Linked DNA regions of Rattus norvegicus: region 1 is linked to region 2. A link is a contact called in public Hi-C data. All regions are on one chromosome and are shown on one strand. The core of a region is the stretch at or near the end of the contact, and the rest is flanking DNA. Distances in the headings are between cores, read along the strand shown.

Region 1 (2,700 bases), core at 123-2,622, 210 kb after region 2:
AGTTTCATTAAAAAAAAAGACAGAAAAGAAATTGTCTTTTATAGGAAAACTGATAGTATTGGATATTATCATGTTATAAACAAAGTAAGCCAGACCCGGAAAGACAAATAATCCAGGTTTTCTCACGTACTGAAAATTATGTTTAAAGGTATGAAAGTAGAAGCAGGATTATTTGGAAAGAGGATGGGAACCAGCAGGAGAGGGTAGGCGAGACAAGGGATAGCAATAGAATGCTGATTACCATTAGAGACCACGATAGATGTGTGTGGAAACACCAGGACGAAAGCTCTGTGTGCATAAATATGCTAATAATATATGTATACACCGAGAGAAAAATTAAAGATATGAAAATAGACGGATCTACTTGGGAAAGGGGGGAGAAGCAGTAGGAGGGGGGAGGGAACTGGAGAGTGGTTGATGAGTATGACCAAAATACATTATATGTATGTCATGAAAACCTCACAGTGAAAGCTAGGGCTTTGTACAATATACGCTGATAAAATGTCAAAAGAAGCCTTTTCTGAGCTTCTCAAAAGCAATTTTTCCTATCATCTTCCCAAAGAGCGTTGAATTTCATAGCATTTTAATAAAGTAAGAAGAATTACTATTCAGAAACACAAGAACAGGTACTTTATGAGCAATATTTGCCCTGTTTTAAAAATGCACATTGATGGTGGATCTAAAGGGGTCCGTTTAGATCTTTCTACATGTAGATGTGGTTCACATCTACTTATCAGATGCTGTCACCCTTCTGGCACCTCCCCATGACCTCACCTCTGCACCATCCCAATCCCTAGCAATCACTAAGGCCTTTCCTTCTGGCTTCTGGTTCTTACCAGTGAGAATGAACACGGGAAAACACGCGGCTTGTTTATTTCTAGCTGATTTCCTTGAGGCTTTTCTCTGTTTTGTGGAAAATAGCAGCATTCTTCCTCTGTAGCTCATTAATACCCCATTAGGCACATGTACCACACTTTCTTTATCCACTTATCTGTGCATAGGTACCTAGGCTCGATTTGTATCTTGGCTGTTGTGAATGACGCCGCAGTTACCACAGGCATTCGAGTACCCCATTCGAACGTCTATTTCATCTTATTTGACTATATACCAAATAGAGCTTTTCACTTCAAAAGAATCACCAATCTATTCCATCACAGTGGAATAGTCATTCACAATGGAGCTCAGATCCCATAGTCTCTATGTTCACAGCTATCAAGAATCGTCGCTTGAAGAAGCCTGCTACCTTTTTAAAACAAGTCTTCTGAAAATGGAAGTGGATGCTACCCTTTTTCTCTAAAGGGAGAGGTAATGAATATTTTAGGCTTGGTGACTCAGACTCTTGCACAGCCTGAGAGTCATCACAGAGCATACCTAAACAAATGGATGTGGCCTTGTGTCAACACACCCTCACTAACAAAACAGACCAGAGGTTGCCCTGAGATCAGGGGTTGCAATTTACCAACCCAGTTAATTCCAAAATGTGGAGGGCGTCAGGCACAAAACGTAGCTTTGGTATGGCTACAATTTGAAATCATCGTTGTCACGCTCCTAATTATCATTTCTTCACAGGATAATCACACTTGACTTTATGTCCATCATTGGTACTGCGTATAAAAAGGCAAGCATTTTTTTCTCTAAGGACATAGTGCACTTCCCAGGACTGCTTGTGGGAAAGTCTTGATTGAGTCTGTTTATTTACTGATTGCACCAGTCCTTCCAGCAGGTGGGGGAAATGTCTGCTCAGCTAGACAAGACTAGTTAAGGCAGCAGAGTTGGCAGGTGTTTAAAGCTTTTAAACCCAGGGCCCATGGGGAGTGGGTGAGCCTTTTCCTCTGCACCTGTGGCCTGCTGGCAGCCTCATTCCGCCCACTGTCTTTCATGTGCCAGCTCTAGGAGGCAAAGTGCACGTGTTGTGACATCCTGCTAGCTCCCACTTCCCCCGCCTCTTGTGAAATCAGCTGTGTGTGGTGTGGAATACAGAGTGTGAACAAAACCAGCGGGCCCTTTCAGTTTGTAACTGTGAAGAGCGATGCTGGACTTGCCTGTGCCTCACATATCACTCAGTGGCTCTGTTGTTCAATAGGATTGCAAGCCAAGAGCCTGTGACACAGTCTGGGAGAACACCAACCCTTGCTCTTAGTTCTCGTGGGCCTGTTGTCTACTTACTATCCCATATTAGTTCTGGAGTGTGGACCATCATCCTCTTTCTCCCTTGTGGCTAGTGGGATTCCAGAATCATCTTTTCTTTAACCTCTCCTCCACACCACAGACCTTTGGAAAATACGATTCTCTTCATACCAGAAATGGTTAAAACGTCTCCCCCAACCCCTCATTGCTTGTAGGAGGAAGTCAAATCATTTTTGTAATATTCTTTTCTGAGAATGGCAAACTTCTGGAGTCCTGGTGGTGCCCAACCACTCCTAGGCTCCAGGACCCCACTGTGCTTGCATTCAACTACTCTCCCTCTACCTCCTCCCAGGGAGCCTTAAAACATACTCATTGGTCTATTGGGACTCTATTCTTAGCCTCCTTAGCAGGACCCCTTCAGCAGCTGCCTCAATTCCTTTCCACACAGAAAGTGCTGAAGCAGGGACAGAACCTTCTGCAAAAGTTATGGGAGGAGGTATCTATTATCAAGTTTATTGGAGATATAAGAGTGGTTTTTAACCCTTTTTTGTCTTATAATATATTCTGATCACA
Region 2 (2,700 bases), core at 70-2,569:
GCATTCCTCAGTAATGGCTCGCCTCACAGCGAGACTCTGTAGACAGAGCCCAACAATTAATTCCAGTCATCACACTTTCCCATATTGCTGCTCCAATCTCAGATTTACCAGGCCATTGCTGATGAAGACAATAAAATCCGCCTTTGATTTCTTGGCTCCCTTGTGCTCTGACATCTTGTCTAATCACAGAGACCCAGAGATCAGGTTATTGGTAACCATACACAAAACAGAGCAGTCTCACAAATCATGCTTTACGGCTGCACTGTGGAAACACCCAGGTTAAAAGGTAACTGTGGTGTAACCGTATTGATTAATTGATGGAGAAAAGGTCAAACTAATCTTTATCTTGCCTGAAAGACCCTAGTTCTCCATGGCAGATGTGTTGAAATGGCTTCTGTAGAAAAAGATAAAAAGAAAATTGAACGCTTCGTACAAAGCAAGTAGGGGAAATTCTGTTAAATTATCACTCAGGTAAAGGTCAGTAAAGGAGCTCTAATGCAAAGAGAACTGGAAAATACTATCCAACAGTCCGAGAGAATTCAAGCACCACAATGGCCAAGACATGCAAGTAATTTAGATTTCCTTTTATTTGTAGTAGGTTCTGTTGGAAACGTCTTCACCAGTGAGACAGCCAGCAAAGGGCCACGAGTCAAGCAGTCACACTGGATAAGCAGAGCCCCCAGGCAACCAGAAACAGTCTTGTACTCTCCTGTTCCCCAAAGACCTGGAACACTTACAGCAATAGACCTGAGGTTGTCTTCAAGTCCTGATCTGTTGCGGAAGAGACATCACCTCTCACAAGATGGCAGCATCGCCAGGGCATGATGGGAGAGCAGAACCACCGCTTATCTTACCCAACCTTCCTTCTTTTGGCCCAAGAGAAAGTATGAAGGTTTGACAGCTGAAATGTATAAAAAGACACATTGAGGAAACAGACACAAATGAAAAAATTAAAGAGTAAATCCATGCGCTGGAAAGGAAACATGTCTAGGCATTGCGGGGGCAGAGGGCTGAGCAAAGGGCTGTGCTGGCTGCTGGAAAGAAAGGTTGTGCTTTAGAACTGAAGTGTGAGTAGACATGAGAGTGAGTTTTGGAGACGGTCTTTTTATATTCATGCCTCAAAGGCCAAAAGTATCTATGTCTGTAGTCACAGTTTCAGGGCTTACTATGGAAAACGCTTACTTACTTTTGGCACTTTGGGGTGCCTGTACAGTTGAGAAAGTCTTCCGTTTTGCGGGCTTGCCCAGTCACTGCTGCTGAGGTGCCTGGAGCAAACAGCTATAGATGGCAGTGGATCTGCCTCATGTAAGTGCTGTCACTTGGCCCTTGGCAGACTGCAAGGAAGTCTGGGCAGTGTGCCATTAAAAAGTGGCGTGTCTAGGTTTACCATAGAACACAAGGGATTTGGGGTTTCATAGGAAAAATTCCAACTTCATGGTTAAATGTCTGAGGGAGTTACCAGAGGGATTTTGGAGAACTTTATTATCTTTTTCTTATTGCTATCTGGGGACTCAAAACTTCTTTGATTTGACTCTGCATGCTCTATGGGTATGAACTATCTATCTATGTAGGCTACCTGTCTGGAATCATTTTCTCATGGAGAAGTTTATCTTTTCACATACGGACCATGGATTCTTTCTTCTGCAAAGGGAGAAAAATTGAAATAATAAACAAAAGTAGAAAAGGAATAAAAATGGAAACAAGATGTGCTTCCTTATTAAGTGTATACATTTTTAGCCTAATTCCAATGTTGTTAGCAATAAGTGCATGCAGACATTAGTCATAATTTGCACTAATTTCTATGTAAAGTGCATGATCTAACCTTAGCATCACCATCATTGGGATTCTGATAGTTTATATAAGACCAATCTTACATTTCCATCATATTTGCTTAAATAGATGTTAATAGATGGTAATGATATGCTTTTCATTTGGATAGTTCTTACCCCAGAATGATTTAATATTCACATGTCTAATAGGTTGCCCATAGCTATTGATCATCTGGATCAGAGTTCAATTTGAGTTGCTGCTGGTTAGATTAGAAATTGCCATCGTGGTGAAAGATAAATTGCAAGGTCTTTGCAGATTAGTTCTGTGTTCGGATTAGATATGATTTCAGGCACTTCGAAGGAGGAGCCTTCTGGTGGTGTCACTGTGGGGTCTGTCTGAGGACATACCCAGAGATCCTCCAGAACACCTTTGCCACTGGATCAGTGAGGTGAGATTTATAGGATGTGGCATTTTATTACACATGGAGATAGTGACAAACACTCATAAATTGTGAGTGAATAATAGTTCTAGGGACCAAAGACACAAAAAGGGGCATAGTTTGTAAATATAAATTCTGTTGTAATAAAGTGCTGTGCTATTAAAAGAGGATATTTAATAGATGGCTATTTGGTTGGGTTTGGTTTGCACTAGAGGGCATCTAAAGGAATGTTAATTTAGATGGAAGAGACCTCCGGTGAGGCAATATTAAAAGTATTTTAGATTTGATCAAAAAGTTGTTTGACTCTTCTTCTTGAGGTGGACTCAAATTCTATCTAGCTAAGCCTGGCGCTGAGTTCTTAATCCTCCTGCCTCAACCTTCTGAGTGCCAGAGTTAAAGGAATGTGACATCGTATTTAGCTGAAAAATCAAATTGTGAAATAAATATATTTGTATTATACAAAATTTGGAAAATTGAGAAAACTTTATTCA

The links. Hi-C and Micro-C count contacts between places; a contact is called where the count stands out from the background.
Region 1: a Hi-C map of liver shows a contact between it and region 2, with 5 times the contacts expected there. The contact joins two enhancer-like sites. A contact is called at or near these places in 2 of 12 Hi-C or Micro-C datasets (kidney and liver).

What each region holds. Positions count from the first base shown.
Region 1 is chr3:55,448,834-55,451,533 of GRCr8, forward strand. No RefSeq gene overlaps it. Among named protein-coding and RNA genes, the nearest start is that of Mmadhc, 310 kb to the left of the region's middle. Within about 2 kb of position 1,373, at least 4 of the 93 cell types and tissues checked have an H3K27ac peak or open chromatin away from gene starts, as enhancers often do. A contact at or near this core is called in liver, where this site is marked.
Region 2 is chr3:55,236,547-55,239,246 of GRCr8, forward strand. No RefSeq gene overlaps it. Among named protein-coding and RNA genes, the nearest start is that of Mmadhc, 100 kb to the left of the region's middle. Within about 2 kb of position 1,320, at least 5 of the 93 cell types and tissues checked have an H3K27ac peak or open chromatin away from gene starts, as enhancers often do. A contact at or near this core is called in liver, where this site is marked.